Regions from separate parts of the Gasterosteus aculeatus genome. Here region 2 is linked to region 1. Evidence: chromatin contacts called from public Hi-C data. All regions are on one chromosome and are shown on one strand. The core of a region is the stretch at or near the end of the contact, and the rest is flanking DNA. Distances in the headings are between cores, read along the strand shown.

What was found. A called contact is a pair of places that touch in the nucleus more often than the background predicts.
Region 2: a contact with region 1 is called in a Hi-C map of whole body, with 1.9 times the contacts expected there. The contact joins two enhancer-like sites. A contact is called at or near these places in 3 of 6 Hi-C or Micro-C datasets (liver, skeletal muscle and whole body).

The regions. Positions count from the first base shown.
Region 1 is chr12:21,915,303-21,921,425 of fGasAcu3.hap1.1, reverse strand. lrp4 (low density lipoprotein receptor-related protein 4) reads left to right here. Exons shown (of 39, transcript XM_078085770.1): 14 at 417-634; 15 at 4,108-4,284; 16 at 5,564-5,689. Among protein-coding and RNA genes, the nearest start is that of LOC144385364, 16 kb to the right of the region's middle. Within about 2 kb of position 2,390, at least 2 of the 9 cell types and tissues checked have open chromatin away from gene starts, as enhancers often do.
Region 2 is chr12:21,970,974-21,977,096 of fGasAcu3.hap1.1, reverse strand. No RefSeq gene overlaps it. Among protein-coding and RNA genes, the nearest start is that of lrp4, 6.1 kb to the right of the region's middle. Within about 2 kb of position 2,661, at least 3 of the 9 cell types and tissues checked have open chromatin away from gene starts, as enhancers often do.

The DNA.
Region 1 (6,123 bases), core at 1,141-3,640:
TCCCAGTTGCTGCGTAGCTGCGGAGCAGAGATTACAGTCTGGCAGCACGGCGGTGGGGCCTCAGGCGAGCATCTGTGTGGAACGAGTGTTTCCTGAACGTGGGCGTCAGCCAAGTGCGTTTTCATCCCCGGCTGCTGTGACGGGGACCAGTTTTTTAGGTCCCCGTCACAGCATCATTTTTAGGTTTTTTAGGTGAAGCCCCTGAGAAAAGTTTGAGAACTCGTTCAGCTTATTACGGTGCTCATTTGCATGGGATAATTGAAAAATATGAAAGCCCCCCCCCCCGTCCCTCCCCCTCCTCCCGGCGGGCATAACGGATGAGTCATAGGGGGACAGAGGACTTTTTTGTCTGCGTTTTCGAAGCGTCTCGAATGCTGACAGCAAACTAACCCCCACTGTCCCGCTGTCCTCCCCAGTAAGATCTACTGGACGGACTGGGGCAACACGCCTCGCATCGAGTACTCCAACATGGACGGCTCCAACCGGCGGGTCATCGCCGACACGCACCTCTTCTGGCCCAACGGCCTCACCATCGACTACGCCGGCCACCGCATGTACTGGGTGGACGCAAAGCACCACGTCATCGAGAGGGCGGACCTGGACGGACGCAACCGCAAGGCCGTCATCAGCCAAGGTAGAGTCCCACGGGACGTCCGCCGCGACCTTCCGCGGGGAACGCCACGCCCGGTCCGTAATTACCGGGACTAATAACTCTACTGTAGTCGAATTCATCGACTTTTTTTCTCACCGAAAGCTTTAAATGAGCTGCAGAGTCTCATTATTTACCACATACACACAAAATGATATATATATATATATAATTGGGGGCGATTCATTTTAACAACGATTCGATTCGAATCTCGATTCATGGTTGCCGGTTCGATTCACGGACGATCTGGGTTAATTTAGAACGATTCGATTCAGTGACTTGAAATCGATTCAGTAACTTTACTGGACAGTGGAGGCAAAGTTTCTGAGATCCCTGTTGTTTCTTGTAAGAAAATCAGGTTTAAATTAATTATGGATATTATAAACAAGCAAACAATTGATGGCAAATGTATTGACCTTTTTATTGTGCAACAATTTTCAATGTAAACATTACACAATAATTACACAATGTTTGGATCAATTCACAGAACCCCGGATTTTCAACCTCATTGTAGATTCTCACGTCTTTACAGATAAACTTGTTCCTGTGATATTGAGTTTGGTGCTGGAGGCCTGAGGCGTCTGCAGAGCTGAGTTACCTGCTGCTGCTGCAGCGGTGACGCTGCTAGAGGTCCTGACTGTCGGCGTTGTTTAATCCCGCGGCGCCTTAGTAGACGGCCCGAAAGATTCGTCGTGTTTCCGTGTTTTTTTTTATTTGGCTTCTACATATTCTACAAACAGCGACCGACTTATTTAGAACACCTCCGTGTTTGCAAAAGCCAAAATGTTTCCACGCGCTGGATCGATGAGTTGGTTTGTAAATGTCTCGCTCGCAGTCGTCTCCTCCACGCGGTGTGTTGTTGTTGTTGTTCATAGTCAAGCGTACTGATGACGTCACAGTCAGGCAGACTGAATCGAGTAACGTTTAACGTGTCTAAAGTGCTAGCAAACAAACACACATCCACACCGTTGTTGTACTTAAATCCAATGTGCAGTTTCCAAGTATCGATACAATCGATTATGTACCATTTCAATCGATACATGTCGTCCGGAATGCCGATTTGCGGAGCACAGATCGATTCATGTTGCTAGTTGCTTACGCAACTTTACTAAACCCTGTGGAGAAAATCAATGCCATGTTTCCCTTCCAGAGCGCACACACAGACGTCCTAGATGACGACACAAAGCGTGCGTGCACCCAAAGCGGGGGTCCGGTGTTTGCATCAGGACCCTGATGTGTCATATAACGAGATCTCATGTTGCAGTAAAACTACCTCCATACTTTTACTCAGGTTCTTTCTGGCAGAAGGGTTTCCAATGTTATATTTGTTTTTTCATCTGAGGGGGAAAAGTGTGGAAGCAGTTTAGTGAGTACCAAGTGTGTTGAAAAGGGCGAGCGACCCTGTGTGTGTGTGTGTGTGTGTGTGTGTGTGTGTGTGTGTGTGCGCGCCCGCCTGCCATCCGCCCGGTGAGCTCTCCTTAATGATGTGTGCTCTCAGGATGAAACGCTGTAATTGGCCCTGTCCTTCCTCCCCAGCCTTTGTTTGCTCAGACAACACGCCGGACAAATAGGACGTGTGTGTGTGTGTGTGTGTGTGTGTGTGTGTGTCTGCATAGAGACATTCTGAGCCATTGTGCCCTGGAATGTTAACGAGTGTCTATCTCCCTTCACCTATAGGGGTGTGTGTGTGTGTGTGTGAGCTAGCTGGAAGCGTGCCAGCTGCTCTGTCATTGGAGCCGGGGCGGCGGGCGGGTGTGATGGATAACGCCCCCATCCAGCGCACGCACCTGCGCAGGTGGCCCGGGGGTTGTGCGTGTGCTGGTCTCTGGCACAATAGCCCCGTTTGCACTTGGTTTTAGACCGCGTGTGAAAGACCACGGGGACGCTTTGCGATGCGATCTCGCCGACCACCCGACCTGTCCCGTTCGATACCGTCACTAGGATCCGACGTTTTCGGCGATTTCAAGAAGGAGAACCTCCCAAGACGTCCCCTCGGCGCTGCAGGCCATCGCGCCGGAGGGGGGCGGGGAGGGGGCGAGCGGCGCCGCTGCGTCTCCGATGACCTGTGTGACAGATTCTGGCGAGGCGTGAAAGGACCGAGAGGTGCCGCGTGTAGGTTAAAGGGGACATTACTGGGAAGGCCGGTGGGACGTTTGATGCCCTGTCGGCCCGCAGCTGCTCCTGCAGCTGTCCCAGAAAACAGGAGGAGGAGGAGGAGGAGGAGGAGGAAGGTGACCGTGTTGGAAGCAGGCGCCTCTGGAGATGTCAACGGCTCAGGGTGGGGGAGGGGAGGGGAGGAGACTCTTGTCTCCCTCACGTTAGGATAAGATCAGTGAACACACCTGGTCCTGTAAAGAGGAGGGCAAACGTACATGTGACTTCTTTTAATAAAAGATAATAACTAAAATAAGTTTTTCAGTTTTCTTTACCCAGACAAGATGCCTGATAAGAATCATAATTTAGTCTGAGCTGTTTATTATAATTTATCTCTCTAATGACAGAAGGCTTGATATTTAACAACCTTTTTTTAAATGTTTTTTTTCAGAAGTCAATGTCCCCTCTTGGTCAACACACTATCCTACATAACAAAAATATTATACTATAAAATATACTTTTATAAGATACAAGGATCTTCCACATCCTCAGGATCTACTCGTACAAAACCTTTTTGACTTCGGTGCGCTAAAATAATTCGCTAAAATAAAGACCTAATCGATTCCTATCGTACCACCAATGGATTTATTCACACTTTCAGGAGGCAAACGGACGTTAAATCCATTCGTCCGTCTGTATTAATGTTGACACGGACCAAAGAGGCAGTACAGAAATAGTTTACTGCTCATAAAACATACGGTTAGATTGAAGCGGTTAAACGTTTGTTATCATTAAGCAACTCACCCACAATCCCCCCGATCGTCACTGTGCTCCGTGCAGCCTCAGACCTTCACCACGCAACGTGACATTAGATGACACGCGAAGCGGTTTCACTTTGATGACATCATGTACTTAAATAGTTAAATACTTCTCATATCTTAAGCTTATAAAAGAATTCCGAGCTTTTATTAAAGCGCACACACACACACACAAACAAGAAATTCTGTGATTTTTTCATTTTCTCTGATTTAAAATCACCCGTTGGAAGGATGTGACTAAATCAAAGTTAAGTGCAGACTAAGAGAACATGTTTCTCTCGGCCTGAAGAGGTTTGAGGGCACAGATTCCCGACAGAAAAAAGTCGAAAAGCGGCCCGAAATGGGGGCGTCATGACGTCAGCAGAACCCGCTGAATGGGCGGATGTTGCAGGAGCGTTTTTTATTTTTTGTCATTTCCTGTGGTCTTCCTGAGGTCTTTGATCAGTCAGGGGTCACGGAGTCATGAAAGATGTCGCCAGGCTGCTTTTTATTAAACTCGCCCTTTCTGAGACCTCTCTCTCTCTCTCTCTCGATCTCGACCCGTAGGCCTGCCGCACCCGTTCGCCATCACCGTGTTCGAGGACAGCCTCTACTGGACCGACTGGCACACCAAGAGCATCAACAGCGCCAACAAGTTCACCGGCAAGAACCAGGAGATCATCCGCAACAAGCTGCACTTCCCCATGGACATCCACACGCTGCACCCGCAGAGGCAGCCCGCAGGTCGGTGTTTCTCACGGCGTTTGGTTCTACGCGTGTCAGGACGGTGAACAAATGATCCTCCTTATCAGTACAATACGACGAGCTAAGCCTACGGTGGATTATCAAAGGGTGAAAAAGCTCAATACAACGGTTCCGTTCACATTATTACACAAAGGAAAAGTTGATATTTAACCGATCCATTGATAGCGAATCATCAGTTTCTACTGAAGCAGTGTTGAGTGACGTCATCAGCACACCTGGAGTGAAGCGTCACTGAAGGAGCACTTTATGGTTTCTTTGATTCACGTTGTAGTCGAGGCTTCTTCTGTAGTCCTCCAGAACGGTCCAAAAGCTGCAGATCATAAAATCGGTTCAGCTCCAGGTGACTTATTTGAGGTTCTGGAGCGTGAGATGAATGGACTTTGATGTGTGTGTGTGTGTGTGTTTTACGTTTCATAAAAAGCGTCGACAATTACGCCCCACACAGTGTGCACAAAGGGCTGTGCCGAGATATTCTACCGCACACGACTTCAGCTGCAGTTGAAAGGAAAGCTGTGTTCTCCATTCATCCTTATATGGACCCTCGTTCACCCACATCGTCTTCAGGTCCGTCTGGTGTTGTGTGTGTGTGTGTGTGTGTGTGTGTGTGTGTGAGAACAATGGATCCATTAGGCTGCAGCCGTGAGCAGTGCGACGTGTAGTCGTGCAGCAGGCGGGAGGAGAGGAGGCCCGAAACAACAAGAAGATCAAACACAAACTCGGCCCTCATTAGCGGGCCGAGGATGAGCCGGCTCGGGGGCGGCGAGGGAACGCGGCCACCTTCTCTGAGGGCGTCGCTGAAGTGGAGGCCTGTTTTTGCTACATGCAGAGATAAAGGAGCGATTCTCCGCTCTCGAGTCAGACTGCGCTGAACCGTCCGCTTCAAGCGCTTTCTTTCTTTTATCGGCGTGGCAGCAAAGACTTCCTGTGTTCTCTGCTAACGCGGCGTGCCGGACTTGTTGCCAAGGGGGGGGGTTGTTTATCACGCTGAATACTATCACAGTCAGACACTAACATGCCTCTGGGTTGGCGGGGGGCACGAGGGGAGCACCAGTCCTTTTTGTTTTTCGATGAGTTAGATTCGATGAGTCATGCAGCGCCGCATCGATGGAACATATGCAACTAAACACAGAGCAACTGGCCCCTTGGCGAAGTCCCGCCCCTTCAAAACTAGACTGGCCAATCACAGTTGGATTTCTATGAAATGGGCCACAGAAAGCCTCGTGCACTGATCCGCGCGCGTCTCTTGTCTCTCCTGCAGGGGGCAGGAACCGCTGTGGCGCCAACAACGGGGGCTGCAGCCACCTGTGTCTCCCCAGCAACAAGACGCACACCTGCGCCTGTCCCACCGGCTTCAAGAAGGTGGACCACTCCAACTGTGCCAACGGTGAGTCCCTCAACATCTGGATCATTGTCATTGTTGTCATAATTGAGCGGATGTGACATATTCATTTATTAATGGAACAATAAATGCCAGTAGCCATCATTTAAGCCCGTTAGCATTTGATATATAAATTGTAATGAGTCGTGCTCGTTTAGTTATTATGGGTTATGCACCCCACGATCACATTTGTCTTCTGGTGGATGAATTTTGTTTGAGATCTGTAATAATTAGTTTCAGCTGTCATCAGTAGTCTTTAAGTTTAAAGACAAATCCTAGGTAGTATTTAAATGGATTGTTATACAGTCCGTGTCAGTAAATCAGTCAGTAGGCGTAATAGTCGAGCTGAGAATAACAAGACGTCCACTAATGTGGCCTTAAACTGGGTTCAGTGCAGCTAAAGTAGCGCTGAACTAAAAGTCTCGTTCCTTGAGTTTTGA
Region 2 (6,123 bases), core at 1,412-3,911, 55 kb before region 1:
ATGGTATTAACTGTTAAAAACAGGTTTCATTTTAAGGACTTTTGAATCTCCACCCGACCTGCATGTGTGTGGACTGTTTGAAAAGAAACACACAAACACTGTCCATCCGTCCATGCCCCACTTAGAGGGTTTGGGGACAATCCCCCGAGTACATCCCACTTACAAAAATACAATTTCTCTTGTATGTAGAATTAGTTTTTGCTTTGGAGCCATTTTTTTCCAGGAAGGACATTGTATTTATTCTGGATGACAAACGTTGCGGTGAAAACCGTCTCCGAAGGTTTCGTGGTTGATTTTTTTTTTATTGACTGTTTTCAATCGAAACACCAGAAAGCGATGCGATCACTCGCGTGCCTGTGTGTGTGTGTGTGTGTGTGTGTGTGTGTGTGTGTGTGTGTGTGTGTGTGTGTGAGTGCACACTGCGTCTGTCCACAGCGGATCTCTTAATAACTACTGCTCACCGTTAAACATCTTTGGTGTAAGACAAGAATTATTAAATCAAAGATAACATTTCAGTTTACTCTCCATCCTCCATTATTCTATACAGTTTGCTGTTGGGGCCATAGAAAAGACTCCATTCAGGCAACAGGTGCTGCTCAACGCTCAGCAGGTACATGCACGTACCTTCGCACCAACCCTCACCCCCTCCCCCCCAAACACAGGTGTAAGGCTTTTGACAAAGACCTAAGTGTAAACAGAACTGTCTTTTAGCCGGGAGGCCGACATAAAAGGCAGTTTGCAGGGTTTGGAGGCTGCTTTAGGATTGCTGGGTAGCCTATTGACACAGCTGCGTGCCCCACCTTCTGCCCATATCGCCGGGAGAAAAGAGGCTCGCATGGGAGCCTGCATGCACCGCAATCTGTTATTTTGAAGGTTAAAAGGAAAATCAGCGCGGGTAGAAGACATTCTGAAGAAGCCAGACAAAAACCCAACAAGCTTTTATAAGCCGTTGATGATACAAAGCTTTTGCAAGCAGCAAATTAGGGTTCTCTGTGTACACATGCATGCCTGCACACATATATGCATGCACGGTGGCGTGTACTGTATGTATGTATGTGTGTGTGTGTTTGATTATGCGTGTGGGAGCTTTGTGGGCTCTGTCACTCTCCAGCTGTTGCAGGGAAAGTGCTGCTTGCTCGAGAAAAGAAGCGGCACACATTACAAGTTCTTTTCTGTGCGGCACAAAGGCCAAACAGAAAAGGCGTATTTATAGAGAACTCCTGGGCGTTCGCGGCTGACGGCCAGCTTTGTGTTTGTGATGGAACATGTGTTGATTATCACGTAATGACAGCATTTTGAAGAAACGTGAAAGGGCCGATTCTGCGAGAGCTTGTTATCAATGATGGCAAAGCATTTTACACAGATGGAAAAAGGGTTTGAATGAAGTGTACATCAATCAGTGGGTGATGTGAAGGACACACACACACACACATTCACAGTACATCTCCTGCATTGATTTCTAGATGCAAAGGAACTCTGTGACCTCGACTCCACTTCTACCGACGGTGGCCTTGTAATGTTCACATGTTGATGCCTTTTGAAAACAAGACAAAGAACTAGAGGAGCCCTTACTGTCAGCATCATCACCCTAAAGTGATGATGGGCCCTAAAGATTTTGCTTGTAAACACACTGGACTTATCAGAGCACATCGTTTGGTCTAAGAGACGTACTGAGTGAACTATCTTTGCCGTCGAACACTTTGAAGGAACCTTCCATGTTGACTGTTTCTTCCCTTTATTGGATGGCAGATTGCTGTTTATCCTGCTTTGGTACCTCCTCCAGATCAGTGGAACAGACACAAAAAATACATTGGCAGAAATATCACACGACTTTACGCACGTGTTATTAACCTCCGAAGAAGAAAATCACTCACCTCTCACTAAAAATGGATTAATCCCCCTTAAACATCCTGTGTCGTTTCGTTTTTGGCAAAGGCTGTTTTGTCCACACCGCCAACACCGAAGTCGAACGCAATCCTGTAGCATCGCAGTCGTTAACAATGAGGCTGGTGGAGAGACCTGAACGCAGGTTGTGTGAAAACGCTCATTCTGACGACGCAAAGCAACACCATCAGATGGCATCAGACCTCACAGTTTGAAAGACTATAAAGAGCGCAAAGGCGTTTTTTCCACTTTAACAAACATTAACTGTATCGCTGCGGCACCGTTAGCTGAGGGCTCCACTAGTGCTTAACCTCCACCGTATTGGGGTCACAGTCCAGTACAGACGCCCGAATACAAAGAGGAAAAGAACGAGAAGAGTTTGGAATTTGGAAGTTCTTCAACATCAATTCTGCCCGCTGCTAATGCAAATTTGAATTAACTGTTGTGTCTAATATTTTATGACGTTTAATACTGAATTGTTTGAAACGTTCCTTATTTTTATGGCCCCCCGGGTAAAACACTGCCTCTTCCCTTAATAGAAAAGGTTGTCTGTCTGCGACACTTGAACTGCCCTCTGTTGAAAATAAACCTCACGTGGGTTACATCCCGCCGTTCCCTAAACTGTGGCGTGAATCACGCCGCGCTCCTGCGTGCCGTCACGCCGCTTCTAATCGGCCTGTTATTTCAACACCCGCGTCGTGAAGTGTGTGTGTGTGTGTGAAAATCAAACGAGGGGATCGGAAATGACGGCGAGCCTGCCGGGTAGGCTGGGCGAGGTGCTCCCCTGGGCGGAGTCCCGTCAACGTAGGAGCACTAAATCACCGCAAACCACAAGCCGCCATGAAAAGCATTGCTGCAGCTAATAAAGAATAAAACTCTTTTTTTTAAAGTAACGGGGAAATTTCTTCTTTCAATTCTCTCCCATTTTTAACACTTACTATACGGAGACCCAGGCGCTCGGATGTGTCCGTGTGAGGCGCAGAAACACAACACACAATAGAAACACATCGATGGAAGAGGTATTTGTTGTTTATACTGACATTACCACATGCTCGAAAATCTACCCAAATGTCCCACTTTCCCTTTTCAACAACTGCACCAACTGTGCACTTCAAGCACTTGTATTTAGACCATGTATCATACAGATTATAACCCCCCCCCCCTTCAAATCCCCTCAGGTACATTTCAACCCCATTTCTGATTGGTATCCCTTTTCCCCAAAGGCCTGCAGAGGATTCCGAATCTGGAATAGAGCGGCGTGCGTATGCGCGGGATCCATGCACGCGTGCAACGTGACACGTTGCGAAAGGAACGCGATGATTAGCTGCAATTTATCCAACTTTAAAATCTTAATCTCCACCCCCGGAGATAATTCCGCCTGCATGCAGAGCCGCGTCAAGGCCCCCCCGTTCTCTGCCCCCGTTTTCAGCGGCTTTAACGGAAACCCACTGACGCAGAGCCTCCAGACATCGCCGCTTTGTCACTTCACCTCCCCTCAACCACCCGGGCCCCCGTGCGCTCCCTCTGGGTCCAGAACGTCAGGGTCGGGGGCCTCTTTGGTAGCTGCGGCGCCCCCAGCGCTTTGAGTCACTGAAGATCTGATGGCTTTTTTAATGAGGTTTTAAGATACCAGGTGCATGCGGTTGTATAGCTGTTTTTTTTTTTTTGCAGTACGTGTACTTTGCTCTGGTGAGGAATGTGTGTTTGTGTGTGTGTGTGTTTTACAGACATGTGGATTCATTCAAATGATGCACACCTGCAGGAACAGGTTTGTGTTTGTTTGGGGAGGCTCTGGTTATGTACATTCATGTCCAAATCTCTCGTGCGCCTGATGGAGATGTTGAGGGCGGATCACTCCTGTTGAAAGATGTTGAAATCTCACCCAATTAAGAGCAGCCGAGGGTGAGAGCAACTGAATGTTTTAACAGGTGAAAGTGATGCTTTGTCAGTGATCCAGGTTTAACTTTTGTGTGCCCGTTGGAGTCATCAGATAGCAGCTGTTCATTGGCGTTCCTATTCAGACAGTAAACCAGACGGTTTTGACGTAAAATAACACAATACTTTGTTTTGCTCCAAAATTAACCATGCAGCTGCTTTTTAAAATGAGGTGCTGCGGGTTCGATTAAGTGTGGAAACTTTTGGTTGACTCAATAGTTGACTGCCAGAAGGGTCCCACCCATGGTTTTGACTAAATTTGCACTTAACTTTAGACTTTGGTTAACAGAAAGCACCATTCAGTAAAAAAAAAACCCAACAGCTTTGCTTGCATTCGTTTTTATTTAGGGTTCTCTGTTGACCAGGACGGCTGTGCAGTCCAAAATGTTACAGGTTTGACATGGAGAGAAATAACTAAACATCACCAAAAAAAAGAAAATGGGCTGTAAGCTGCAGGTAACACCCGCTTTCTCCTTTGAGAAACACAAAGGACGAGTTCTGCTTGGATTGAAAACAAAAACAGCCGCTCGTGAGAATAGAGGAAAAGCCTGCGGTCGCAACCCGAGTCCCCGCGCCTCAAAAGACCAACAACGAAGCCACGCAGAGAGCCCGCGTCCACGTCAGGGCGGTGTGTTCAACCCCGGCCACATGTAAACGAGGCCATTGTGCGGGGACGGACGCGGAGAGAGCGGAGCATCCACGAAAATAAACCTGACACAGAAAAGCCCTGTAGTTAGTCGGCCCACAGAACAGCCTGCCGGGCACCGACCCACACCACAGCAGGACACACTGTGTGTGTGTGTGTGTGTGTGGCACAGCAGTCGGCCCATGTGTACCGTGGTGCGGTCGGGTCCTCCTGCTACATTTAATGAGGGTGTCTTTGGTTACATTATGGCCAGGAAAAATGGAAGAAAAAAAAAAAGGAGGGAAGAGAAGAAGACGATGGAATAGAGAAAATTGGCTGTCAGCATTGTGACATCCGAAGAACGCCACAAGCTGAGAGACACACCACCATTAAAATGTTAATGTCGCCCTTAAAATATGGCCCTGGCTGACATGTCAGCAATCGTCTCGTTCATCCAGCGGACACGCAGCAACGCTCACATTTATCTTCAGTCGTATTTCCCTTGATGTGATGAAAATAGTCTGATTATTCCCTCTCTGGCTGGTTGCATCAGAGCCTGCGTGCTGAAACGAGCCGCCGATGGAAAGGAGAGTGCAGAGCGTCCGGCGCGAACTGTACGGAGGAGCTGCCAAAACGCAACGAGCCAAAGACGCCAGAGAACCTTGTTGCAGAGTTATAGAGTTAATCACTGTGAGTGATTTCTTTCACATTACACATTTCATGTGATTTATTAATTAAAATGCAAGGAAAATAATAATGAATTAATTGTCTTCAATTTAATTATCAATTACTAATTAAAGGTTTAGTTATTAATCAAATGAAAACACGACTCATTATCTGAGTCTTTTCTGTAATTGCTGTCTGGCACATTTTCTTATTGTTGGAGCCATTTAAGGAATACTAATGCTTTTCAAATCTTTCCTGTGTAGCATTCAATCAGAACCAGAATCAGTTTTATTGGTAACATGTGTAGTTACTCATTCATGGAATATGGAATCCTTGCTCTACACACACTGTACTTAGCTTCTTTCTACATACAAAAAAACACAAAAAAAGTCAACCAAAAAAAGTTTTGCGTTGAAATAAATGGACAAATAAGGCGTCGAGAATAGCTCCCGCCGCATAAATCGATAGCTGTCTATTGATTCATGCTACCCTATCAAAAAATGCTACTTGCTACATTAATGCTACATTAATCTACATGTTATTACTACCTGAAAAGAAATGGGCAGTATGTTTGCGCGCTGTGAGCCGCTGCCCCTCTAATCATGTGCATGTCCCTGCGACACAGTAAGCTACATGCAACTATTCAAAATGTAACTTCAAGAGCTGAACCGGTGTGCAATCTATATGCTATTTATCTTAAATAAGCCAAAAGCGCGAAGAAAGGGGGTTTTGGTGGATGTTTCTCACCGTGTTTCTGCAAATGGAAAACGGACTACGGATAATACGACACAGTAGACGGAGCCAAGGATACACAGTCCATGCAATTATTTAATATTTCATTTCAAGAGAACGGTCATTGCACAATCTACACGCTCAATGTACTTTTTAACTTGGCCAAAAGAGGAAATAATCGGGATTTTGAGGATGTTACTCACCGTTAACACTTCGTTCACCGACAGGGTTGCAAAATAATATGGCCGTGTCAAGGAGACTCGGCGCATGCGCAATACCAC